Linked DNA regions of Mus musculus: region 2 is linked to region 1. Evidence: chromatin contacts called from public Hi-C data. All regions are on one chromosome and are shown on one strand. Each heading gives the region's core, a stretch centred on a gene start, on an enhancer-like site or on the middle of the called end of the contact. The rest is flanking DNA. Distances are from core to core; before and after follow the strand shown.

Region 1 (6,391 bases), core at 1,728-4,227:
CATGATGGCACATACCTTTAATACTAGAAGGAAGGGCAAGTGGATCTTTAAGAGTTCCAGGTCAATGAGAAAAAATAACAAAACCAATAGCAAATTGTTTTTTGAGCTCCATCCTGGGTTAAATGGCATACAATCAGAGCCGGTCCTGTCTCCAACCGGGATCTCTGGCTCCTGCCATCACACCCAGCAATGTTTCAAAGATTATACTGGTATTTTGTAAAAGAGTAATTCTTCCCGTTGCTAATTTAAATGAAAATGACTGCTTCTTCCTGCCTTAATCCAGGTGAAGCTTGTGGAGAAAAATGCCATCAAAAACTTACCAGAAGCTATTGTGGAGCTCACACAATAACACAGATTTTTAGTTACCCTACGTAAAATATTTGATAAAAACAAAAATGTTGGTAAAAGCAACAAACAAGGACAGCACTACTTCCACACAGGGAGGCACCTGTCAGCTCAGCCTCAGCCTGCTGCTGGGCCACCATTCAGTACCAACAAGGATAAAGGTAGTGACTAAATGGGCCTGCAGTTCCATCTAATCTGTCCAATTACTTTAAGCCACTTTAACTTTATATAAGGTTGCGCTTAAGAAAGAGGCATTGCTTCCTGGGGGTATTTTCTATAATATTTGAAAAGTAATTCAAGCAACAAACTCCATTTACAACAACCAAAACATAGACCCTCCTTTCGAACTCTTCTACATCTGAAGCACTAAGGCGGCCGTCAAAAACTCGGTCTGCCAACAGTAGTTCTGAGCAAGGACTTGAATATTCTAGAGCCATTCGGACACACGAGCCCGCAGGAGGACAGCACGGGACACACAGACCCGCAGTCCCGACAGAGGCACTCCCGCTCATTCAAGCCTACCGGAAACGCGACAAGCGATCAGAGGCTCCCGCGGGGAGCCAGAGCAGAGAAGGTAAGCGCAGCATCCTCCCGGAGGCCACCGCCGCCATAGCCTCGCAGCCGGAAAGTGGCCGCGATCCACTCCAGCCTACGAGACTCAGGAAGCGCGCCCCGCCCTGCCCCGCCCCGCCCGAAGCCTATGTGAGTCGACGACGCTGAGGGCGGAGACCAGGAGGTACACCAATCAGCGCGCAGAGCCAGCGACGGTGGCCCGCCCCAGCAGCGACAGGAGCCAACCCAAGGCCAGAGGACGGGCGACCCGAAGACATTCAAATCAACTCACCTCCTCTCTCCGCCCGGCCCTCTACCAGAGGAAAAAAAAAAAAAAAAAAGCAGACAGCGGAAACACAGACTGGAGCGAGTCCCGAGCAAAGCCCGCCCCCATACTGCCCGCCCCCCAATGACTCTGTAGCACAATGATAAGGACATTCCACGGGGGATGTTGCGACCAATCAAAGGGCCGCAGAGGCGGAACGTTCCGCAATATGCTAATGATTCTCCTATAAACCGAGCTGCGAAGCTGCATCTCGGATAGAGCGCGCAGGGGCGCTTTCCCCAGCAAGTCTCTGTATGCAGTGCTGGGCAGTGGCCCTCCACCACCCCCAACTCTTCCGTTTCCCTGCTGCGCAGTTCTGTAAACAAGAGTAAACTCCGAGCGGCCATCCACGTTCAAAACAGAGCCCCCTGACCTCACAGCAAAGTTTCCCCAACAGCCAACAGTTCCCGGCGGGCACGCAGGCTCCGCCTCTTCGCCACTCTGGGCAGCCCGGGTCTTCGGGTGGGCTGCAGGTCCCTCACCTGCCCCGCTCCTCTCCAGCCAGAGCCCAGCTCGCGTCCACCGATCGCAGCGCAGTCGTACACCTAGTCGGCTGCGATCCTCCCTTTCACCCTCTTCCTCCCCAAGACACACCGCGCCGGCGCCCCTCGCAGTCGGCCCGGAGCCCTGTCCAGAGCCAAGAGAGGGCCCAGGAGAGCAGGGCCTGGGCGATCGCGCGACCCCGAGTCAGGACTGCCCAGTACTTTATGTAACACTTAGAACCAGAACCTGGCGGGAGGCGGCGACTCTCCGGACCCGCACTCAGCTCCGCCGGAGTACGGCCCGCAGCCCTCTCTCTAGCCCGGTGCCCGCGCCCTACGGCCGCGGCGCCCGCATAGCACTCCACCTCGCGCGGCCGCCTTCACCCCCTCCCCGAGGACGCGGCCGAGCCCCGCGCCCCCTCCCCCGCAGCACCGCCTCATCACTTCACTACAAAGAGCGCTTTGGTCGCGCAGCCTTGCAGCCAGCCGTTCGCGCTCCTTCCTTCTCCATGTCCCGGAGCTCGGTACACAAGGACCTCGGCGTATCAAAGGCGCTCCAGACCTTTTGTTCCTAGCCCTCCGAGGACGCTACCGGGCGCTCCGGCTCCAGCAGGACCGGTCAGCCTCGCCGCCGGGACCCAGGGATGGACGCGGCCGCCCCCGCCCATCCATCACCCGCCGTACCTTGGTATTTGGCGTCGATCTCCCGCATCAGCGAGACGTTCCTCTGCAGGTCGAAAGGCAGTGACTCGATTGAGTCCAGGTAATCCTCCACATAGTTCACCAGGTGGATCTGCTCCCCGTTGGCAGGACTCAACATGGTTCACCCCGGAGGTCCCCGGCGATTCGGCGGCTTTCCGCTTCCTCCACCCCCCGCCCCCCTCAAACAGCACTGCAAAATGCAAAGCTCTCTCGCCCTTCCGCGCCCCCCCGCCGCTCCGGCCGGGCTGGCCGGCGGCTACATCTGGCGCCTGCCGCGCCGCCTCCGGGGCCGCGGGGACCCCGGCGCCTGCAGGCGCGGGCCGCGGCGGCCGAAGCTCAAGCGCACACCCCGCCGGCCGTGCAGGCCCCCTCCCGGGCGGCGGGCGGCGCGGGGGGCCGTGCGTACTAGCGCGCACACACCCAAAGAGGGCCGGCCACCGCCGCCCACCCGCCACCAGCGTGGAGAGCGGAGAGAGCGGGGCCGGCTGCGGGAAGGGCGCGCTCCGCCGCCCGCCTCGCCGCACTTGTCCAACGTGGAAAACCCAAATACCAGTTTCAAACACTTGGGAAACATTCAGCCCCGCGCGCAGCGCGCATGCGCCCCGCCACCCCTCCTCCCGGAGGCGGCCCCGCCCCCACCGCATTCACGCCCCTCACCGTCCCGGGCCGGGGGGCGGCGGGCCGCGAGGCCGGCCCGCGCGGGGGCGTGGCCTGTCATTGTCGCTGGGGGCCAGGGTCGCCGAGGGGACAGCGGCGGGGTCGCCTGGGCAGGGGAGACCGGCGACGCGAAACTTTACTAGGAGTTTGACACTCGGTGGCGGACCTACTGGGCGGAGCCGCACGCCGGCCGGGAACCGCGGGGTGCTAGCCTGCTCCTCGAGACACGCCGGGGCCGGACGAGCCTCCAGATCGCTGCCTTCAAACCGACTAACCTGAGAAGAGCCACCCTCCGCTGGGTTAACTGCATTCCCCCGCCTCCTAGCGCGGTATAAATAGGGCCCCCGAACAGAAATGGCAACGGCGTCAGCCAATCCCCTTGCGACTCTTACCTCTGCGGCCAATCTGGACGAGAAGGAGGTGTGGTGGGATCGGCAACGCCCCCCGCACGCCTAGTACTAGAGAGCTGTCCTCTTCCAGGAGGGACGAGCGGGCGGAGCCGAGCGAGGCGGAAGTGGACGCGCAGGCGCAGCTCCCTGGCGATGGATGCGGACCCGCGCGGGAGGGCAGCTATCGACACGCAAAGGGACCACCACTCCCAGCATCCTCGGCGCCTCCACGCGCCTGCGCCTTCCGCCCCCATCGTCCCTTTGTGTCGCCTCCCGGTGCTGGGTTTAGAATGGCCTGGAGACAAAGGGGCCCCCGAGGGGTGCTCTTTTCAGCGCGGAGATCTACGGTGGGCGGGCTGGCGGGAGCAGCTCTTCTCTGATCCTAACTAGCTCTTCCCCTCCCTGCCGCATCTGAGGCTGCCCATGTCCTCGTCACACTGAGTTGGCAGCGGGCACCGCAGTGTGCTTCCCGCAGGGGAGCACAACCTTCAGCTTCCCATCCCGCCCTTCCCCCACAGCTGCCGGATTTAGGGCTTTCTGAAAAGCCCGGGCAGAGCGAGGGGTTGCCTAGGCGACGGGCCCCGGCGGTCCCGCCCTCTTCCTGCCTAGGCACCGCCCTGGGGCGGAGCCTGGCCTGTGGTCGCCACATTCGCGCCTTTGTATGGCTGGGACTGTGGTGCGGCTGTCCTATTCGCCCCTCTGAGTCCCAGGTCCTCAATCTTGCTCGGCCGCCTGGGCGAGAGCGGTGGACCCGCTGCTGTGGCCTCAGGTGCGCAGGGCTGGTGATGGCGCTCTGCCTCGCCTGCGGTGTCTGCTGCGCCGGGTCAGCTCGCAGCCTTCAGCCATCTGGAGTTTGCCGTGTTTCAGCCTCAGGCATTCATCCTCCGGCAGAACAAGACTCACCGCTTCAGAACTAGAGGGTGTAATTGGAAAGGATTTGGAACAGGTTCAGGAAACACTGTGATGCCCTACCCCCTTCGGCAGGTGTGAAAGTACTCCATGCAACCCCGTGACATCTACGACATTTCCAACGCTGTATATCTTAAATAGAGTCTTGTGGAGGGTCATAACGCAGCCAGAGACTGTCAGTTGAGTTAGATCGTTCAGATTGGGTCGTTTGCTTCTGAAGCACAGGGCAGTGCATTTCTGCAGGAGGAAGTTCGCTTGGCTGTCTGGTGCTGGTTTTTACTAGCAGAACCAACTGCTTTCAGCCCTAGTCAAAACCAGAATAATGAAGTTTTTCCACGTAATTGCCAGAAGAAAATAGTTGCACAAAAGGCTAACTGCATGGCTTGAGAACACGACGTGTAATTAAGTGTGGAGAGGGGTACAGAACTGAATATGAAATGTGGCCTTTTCCTCAGATCTTATAACCAGTTTAAAGGCACAATAGCAATTAAGAAACAGGTATTTTAGTCGCAGCGTGCGTTGGGCCATGAATGAACATTTATCTAGGTTTAATGAAGATTAGGAATAGTTGACCTTTTCCAAAGATAACCAAGCTGGAGTTTGAACCTGGTTATCTTTCAGAGTTACATATGCTTTAATAACCATTCCATTCTGTTTATTGAATTCATGGACACACAAACCCAAAAGGTATTTTATTCAATTGACCAGAATTATTTCACAAGTGCCTGTCACATGCTAACTACAATGTTTTTACATTCTGGAAATAGATTGGCAATTGTGTACTAATTAGCTTTATAAACTGGCTTTCTGAGCAAGCTCAAAAGACCAATTGATAAAATTAACTTACATCAAGCTTTTGTATATTTATACTGTATAGAAAAGCAAAGGCTAGGGAGATGGCCGAGTTAACCTGAATTAACCCTTGAATCTACATGGTGAAAGGAGAGATTGAACCCAGATCACAGAGTTGGTCCTCTGGTCTCCGTGTAAGCACCATGTCCCATGTACCCTCCTGCTCCATACACACTAAGTGGATAAATACAATTTTTAGGAAAACCTATTTCTGTACAGCAGAGACTAGGGAAGCAATGAACATCACCCCAAAGAGAGTCTGGCAAAACATGAATGAGGGACTCCTTGCAATGGTTTCTGTTTGGAGGTGTCTCCCTTGCAAGGCTTTGGGGACACTGGGCAACCTCCTGCTAAATGTCTACTTTTCTCACTTCAGGGAGCCTGAGCTGGGCTTCCATTTACAGCCCAGCCTGTAACTACATGCGTAGTTTTGTTTTATGTGGTTGTTTGTTTGTTTGAGACAGGGTTTCTCTGCATATCCTTAGCTGTCCTGGGACCCTAGCTCTGGGTACTAGGCTGACTTCATACTGTATGCAGGCTTTTTGATTTGATAAGAAACAGGCCTGGGGCCAGCAAGATGGCTTAGCTGGAAAAGACCATCAAGCTTGACAACTTGAGTTCACTCCCTGTGATCCCCACATGGTAGAAAGGAACACCCCCAATGTGTCCTCTGACTTCCACATTGTCATACATATATAAATACATGTAATTTTTTTAGGAATGGTGACTTGAACTGGGTTTTCTCTGCGGTATTACTGTGATAAATCACCCTGATTCATCAATTCACCCAATCAGTCTGTGCACAAGGTCAATACACAGGCGGAGTGCACGGTTAAGCACCAGCGAGTGGGTTATATTTATCATTTTCTGGTTTTTTTTTAAGATCTATTTATTTATTATATGTAAGTACACTGTAGCTGTCTTCAGACACTCCAGAAGTGGGCATCAGATCTCATTACAGATGGTTGTGAGCCACCATGTGGTTGCTGGGATTTGAACTCTGGACCTTTGGAAGAGCAGTCGGTGCTCTTATTCACTGAGCAACCTCACCAGCTCATTTTCTGTTTTTTTTTTTATTAAGATATTTTATAATCTGTGTATGGGTGTTTTGTCTGCATGTGTGTCTGTGTAGTGTGTGCACGCAGTGTCTGTAGAAGCCAGAAGGCAGCATCAGATCT
Region 2 (6,391 bases), core at 2,233-4,732, 3.5 Mb before region 1:
CCTCCATCAGTCAGCAGGCCAGGACTGTGGTGAGAATGCACAGTGACTTTAAAGGCTCCTCCGGGAAAAGTGGCGCAGATTCTGCAGGACTCTTTCTTAGGACGTGCTCCTTACAGCCTACCACTCCCCAGGGAAGAAGCCAGCACATAGACATAACCAAGAGGTCTAGCTGCCTCTGTCCAGTCATGCCAGAAGTGAAGAGCAGCTTTTCGTGACTCAAGCCCCGCCTTCCGGCTGCCATATTTGGCACTGATTGGCAGGCATGCCACCCCTGAGACTACATGAATGAAAGCAAAAATAAATGAGTGTTATTGTTCAAGGCTGAGTTTTCTCTGCCCTGAGGATCTGAACAGGAGTCTTGATGCTAGCATTGAGGACCACATCCTATGGTGGTGGGAAGTAAATGGAGGCTCAGTCTTACAGGATGTGTGTTTTAAATGGTTACACTGACAAGTGCATTTGTCCAATCCTGTGTAGAGACCGACCGCCATACCAGCAAAAGCTGAATGTGGCTCAGAGATCCCAGACGCAGTGCTTTTTATTTATGCAACATCTTGCCCACACTGTCTAACTTCAGGATATCCCTTTGATTCAATATCTCAGGTCTGTAAAACTGAGCCACATGCAACGCCACCCAGTCTCCCAATGACCAGCTTCATCGATATACATGGACTGAAATGAAACCACAGACCCAAGGCAGGCTCTCCAAGGGCTCCTCTCTGGCCCTCTCTAGTGATCCGTTTTATACCACAGGGCCTTTGCACATGAAGCCACTGCTGATACAACATACCAATCCCCTTGCTACACAAGAAGCCTCCATTATGTATACTCATGGGAATATATACATTCCCTTCAGAGATGTTACACAAGTATTGGGAGGAAATGCTTCATATCTTTCTCTCATTTTGAGTCTAAGATACACAGGTAGGGAGACCAGTTCTGTTACAGAGAATTCTGTACCTAGCATCAAAGACTGTGCTGTGCTCTCAGCAGACAACATCCCTGAAAGGAAAGACTGCTCAGCCATTTGAACAGTACTGCCAGGACTCGAGGTAGCTTCGGTTTCCAAGGCAATATTTAATTATGATACTATGTCTCCCAGGAGCCAGAATGTTTCCAAAGTGTAAACTCCTAGAAGTTTGCATTTTATTATAAAAGTTGCTCACTGTAAGTGTTCTCCAAACATTTGCTGGTACTAACACTCGGTGTATACACCACAATCAATTCAAGAGAAAAGCTAGAAACCAAGGCTGTTAGTGAGTCCGTGGCTTCCAGAGCAGGACAAATATCCCTGGATTACAGGGGCTCATGGGAGACTGGGCTGGTTTCCACTGGAGGCAGCCTGCTCTGCTCCAGGCAGTCCCGACTCTCAGCTGACACAGTCTGTTCTGACCACAGCCTCAATGCAGGGCGGTCCAGAGAATCAGTGCAACTGCCTAAGTGGATCCAGATTTGCACCGAGCTGTTATTACACAGTAATCTATGCCATGGTGTTTAGGAAACATCTGAAATATGAGCCTAGATGGAGTGCTGGCAAAAGGCATTGCAAGGAGAGAGACAGTCTTTGTTCATGCTGGGACTGTACTGAACATACCCCACTAGAGACCACCACCCGCGCGGGAGAACAAAGTGATGATGTGACCCAGCCTGTGACCCACCGATCTAGACATAGGGCGTAATGGCCCCCAAACTGGTGTAGCTGGGAAGGGCTCGTACAGAAAAGCACATTTAATGCTCTCTCCCAACTCGTAAACCAGAGACGACCTTACAGACGGTAAACAAAACATTTTAAGTATCTTTCCTCTGTATTTTTCTAATGATATGATGAGCCATTTCTAGTAGTTGATATGAAAAGCTCTGAATTCTTTTTATCTCATCAGGACCTTAGCCGAGTTACACCGGAAGGGAGCGTTGGAGCGCCTAGTCAGTCAGTGTGGGGACGCGGTTTTTTCCCAGCAACTCCGGGTACCCGGTACCCAGGAAAGCTCCTTTCTGCCTGGCAGGGCTTGGGGTGGGGGTGGGGGTCTAATAATAGGAACCCTTAGGATGAAAGGCTTAAGGGCGCCATTGACAGCGGTGAGGGTTACTAATTAGAGACTGAGTAATTCAGTGGTTAGGAGTAGGGTGCTGGGAACCCACGGGGAACCAAGGACTAGTCACTCGGTGTTGAAAGATGCTGGGAACTTCAAGATAAGCTCCCGAGTGGAGCTAGAGGAGGGAAAAGAGCTCATTCTTTCTATCCCTGGACTAGACTGTAGCAGGCTGGGGAAAGAAGTGCTTCTTTAGGAAAGCTAAATAATGTTGGAGTGAAAACTCTCCGGTCTAATGCTACAGGTGCAGAGGGCCAACCGAGAGGAACTCGGCAGGACCTGCCCCCACCGCCCTGGAGGGGGTTGGCTGCCCTGGAAGGGGTTGTCCCAGCCGCACAGCGGGGCTGGCAAGGTTCCAGGAAGGCTTGGGCTCCACTCCCAGCCTCTTCCCAGGATGAAGGCGAACCGCGCACTCAATCCTAATTTAAATGCAGCGCGCTTTCCTCCTTCCATCCCCTCCCCACCGTGCTGTCAGGCACGTACCCGCGCAGGCCACCAGGCATCCCTGACCCACTGTCTGGCTCTACGAGCCGAGGCTCCCCGAACGAATACTGTAGCTGTGCGTGGCCCACGCGTCCCGCAGACTACCCGTGGCGTCAAGAGTCTGCCTAGGGGGTCCCCGTCCGGGTCCGCCAAATCATGTCCACTTTCCGAGCTAGCTAGCGCCCAGTCCCTGAGCTGCACCCCCCCCCCCATAAAGAACCCAGTGTCACAGGCAGCAGGAGGGGAGCGGCCAGACCCATGCCAGGGAGGGGCCCGTGCAGGCGACTCACTGTCGCCTGTCGTCCTCCCACGCCACGCCCGGTGCTTTTTTTCTTGGATCAATCCGGTCCTCCGAACCCCCAGTCCCCACTTCCCTCCAAGAGCAGCGTCCCTGCCTACCACCCACAAGGCCCTCCATCCTCCAGGAGTCCCGCAGGCCGCGCCCGGGCCCCTACCTCACCGCTCGCAGCTCGCCGCTCTCCCTCCACCCCTGCAAACCCACCCGAGCCCAGGACGCGCAGCCTGGCCGGGGGGCGTGGGGTGTGTGACGCGCATGCGCACGCGACCATTCACGCGCACCTGTGTGAGCGCCCCCGGGGCGAGCGAACCTTCCACGCACCTGTGCGAGCGCTGCGATTCTGTGCGCTTTCCCGATGCCGGGAACGCGCCGGGCTCCTCCGCACGCGTGCCAACCTCCGGGTTGGCAGCGACTGAGTATGCCCTGCACTTGGAGGGAGCGCGAGCTGGGAGGCCGCCCACGGCCGGGGCGCGCGTGCACCTCGCTGTCCCCGCCTGCCACCTACGGCTTGGGGGTCTTCCGGCAGAGGCTGCAGCTGAGCTAGCCCTCCGTGGATCTAGTGTGCGCGGTGCCCGGCGCCTGCCCGCAACAGCTCCTGCGCCTCCGCACTTAACCCATTCCAGACCAAGTGAGCAGAAGCTGGGAGCTCGCTCTTGGTAGCCTCCAGCCTTGACAGCAGCACCGTGGCGCACAGAGCACCTCCAGTAAAGAGACCCCGCTGCTGCACCCCGCGGGCATGACCTGTTGAGCCCTTCCCAACCCCAAAAAGCACCAGGAACAGGTGTCTGCCGCGAGCTTTGCCCTACCTAGGGCGCTCTTGGCTGTTTGACCTCCAGCATTACATCCTGGGTCCCGCTGAGCATCTGTAAGAAGCGATCCCACACATAGTAATTAAAAATCTGTTGCCCACATCCTGATAGAGTCTAGAATCTTAAGAAAGTTCTGTATAGTGAAGCTGACCAACCAGTTGGTGGACATTTCTTGGTGTCTAGACTGGCCTTCTCCTCTTGTGTGGGCAGCCTCGGGTAACATAAGGAGTGTGTGTCAAATCAGGGTTGATCCTGGGATAAATGCTTCTTTTAACAGCTTTATGCAAATTACCGATGGCCAGATTTCTGTGAACAGAGGATGTGAACATTTGCTCTCTACTCTGCTTTGATATTCTTGGCCAATTTATACCACCAGCCTTTCTGAGTTCAACACCAAAGCTGTAAAAACGCTTCTTGTTCAGTAGCCAGGCATCAACCAGGGCAGAAAGCTGCAAACTGCTGGAATGACTCCTTCCTTCCGTTCCTGTTGGTTACAATAGAAACAGGCTGAGATCATTTTCATTTTCATTATGTTAATTTCAGTTTGTCCTCAAATAGGTAACTCTCAAGGTCTCTTAGTGTGTCTCCATTTACACGTGGGTGGAGAAAAGGCAGAAAGGTGACCAGGATGCGGCCTCAGGGCTTTCTCCACGTGCCCAGCCTCCATCATCCTGGCTCTGGATGCTGGGTGGACCAGCTCCCACACTGGGCTGGGTACCATTTACAGACCTACCCCAACCCCATTCCAACAGGGATTTTTACAAAGCTATACACTAAGTAGGCTGTTCATGGAAATTTTCTGAAAGGATGAAAAAAAAAAAGTAAAGGAAGTAATTAAAAATAACCTTCTGGTGTCTCGTAGAGGGGGTGTTTGGGGGTTACCTGCCATGTGTTTCCCCACTTACACATTTATAGACTCTATTTCAGTGACGTCATTGAAATTTGCCAGAGGTGTGGTAATTAGTTGGAAATTCTTCATGCTTCATGAGGTCCTGAAACTGACCAGGACTGTAATCGCGGAGGGAGTGTGCCATCGAATCCTCCTGCCTCAGGAAGAACCGGACCGTACTGCAGACTTGAGATGCATCACCGTGGCTATCTCCCAGAGACAGGTGTGAACAGGTGTGGCACTGACTGAGCCTTTCACACCCTTAGTGCTGGGTAAAACCGACCAGGTCCAGGTCAGAGCAACAGGCTGGGAGAGAGCCAGCAGCAGCACGCAGACGACACCCTGAATGCAGTCATCCCTCTCAAACCTGACAGGGACAAGATGCTCAACCTGTCTCCCTGACAGTACCCAAGTCAGATGGAAGGATGTATGCTGTGCAGTGGGTAGTGGAGCCATCTTTCTCCAGGGAGGGCGTTCCCCCGATTCTACCATTGCCCTGAGAGCTCTCAGCTCTCTCCGTCTGTGCCTTTATGGTTGATCTTTCCTGCACGCAGCCTTGTGAAGTATAAAAGGAAGGTTGCCTGCCTGTAGGTCATACCCATGTCACACCTCGTTCCTACTCTTAAGCGCTTTAGTTGGCTCCTGTGGGGATCCTGGGTGTTGTTTGCTCACAGATGCCAGACCAGACAGTCCCCAGGATTTTTTAAAGCCCGTAAGACTTCATGTTCTGCACTGCTACCCCCTCCCCCAAGCAATTAAATTCCAATGACTGTCAGGAATGGAGCCAGTTACTCTAAGTACTTCCAGCTTTTCGGCATTAAGAATAAATAATTAGATGTTTGTTGGTTCATTTCAAAATCCAATCCATGCTGTGTAAGAGGGAAGTTGTCCCCATGGGACTCCCTTAAGTACCAGCCTTGTCTGACCAGGCCACTCCTAGAAACGCCGCCACCAATCTGCATGTGGATTCTTTCAGATGCGTCTTAGATATGGTGGCTGAGCTGCCTGGGCTCTCCTTTCTCTTCACACACCGCAGACCGGTGCCTAGGAGCCTGGTACTCAGAGGTCATGCTCTGTGTTGTCTATGAAGTGTCCAAGGCGACCGTGACTATGGAGATGGTTGCCACTCGTGAGGTGATTCTGCATCATTCATGTCCTTCCGCGCATTTTAAACTACAGTTGCATTCCTGGAAAACACACGCACACGCGCGCATGCACACACACACACACACACACATACACACGCACGCACATGCACACACACACACTGGTCTGAGATGGTACCTCATGCTGTACAGCTGAATACCACAAGAATGGACTCTTCAGCTCTGTGTCTTCCTGAATTAAAAGCCATGATAATGGACCAGGAATGCCCACTTAGACCAGATGTCTGCTGCCCCTTGTCTCTGATGCCGCTTTCTGTGGGCTGGAGGTCTGCATGGACCCTGCCTTATTTAGCAGACTGTAGCTCCTTTCCTGAGAGGAGAGAAATCCTTACAAAGGAAATTTAAGGGCATCCACTTACTAAGCCAGCAAGTTTGCAAGTGTGAATCCTAGTAGCCTTTTTTTTAAAAGAATAACTTTAAAAGGAAATAAAATTTTAATGGTTATATTGAGATATTGCTTAAAATGTGTTAATAAATTGTCTGCAGTTGAAAGGGGCTTCACTTCCACAAGAATACAAATCACACTTGTATTGACGATGAACCACAGATTTATTCCAAACCAGCCACATTTGGTATATTCAGGGTTTTACCATTTATTAAAGATGAGAGGAGATTTGCATACTAATGAAAAAGATCTGATTATTTATTTTTGAAGA

Evidence for each region. A called contact is a pair of places that touch in the nucleus more often than the background predicts.
Region 2: a Hi-C map of Th1 cells shows a contact between it and region 1, with 7 times the contacts expected there. The contact joins the promoter of Kbtbd11 here to the promoter of Ing1 in region 1. A contact is called at or near these places in 6 of 484 Hi-C or Micro-C datasets (CD4 T cells, CD8 T cells, Th1 cells and 1 more).

What each region holds. Positions count from the first base shown.
Region 1 is chr8:11,553,043-11,559,433 of GRCm38.p6, reverse strand. Ing1 (inhibitor of growth family, member 1) reads right to left here and starts at 2,977. Exons shown (of 2, transcript NM_011919.5): 1 at 2,389-2,977. The coding sequence starts at 2,524.
Region 2 is chr8:15,008,116-15,014,506 of GRCm38.p6, reverse strand. Kbtbd11 (kelch repeat and BTB (POZ) domain containing 11) reads right to left here and starts at 3,482. Exons shown (of 2, transcript NM_029116.2): 1 at 3,193-3,482. 5830468F06Rik (a long non-coding RNA gene) reads left to right here. Exons shown (of 2, transcript XR_003947516.1): 2 at 1-3,776.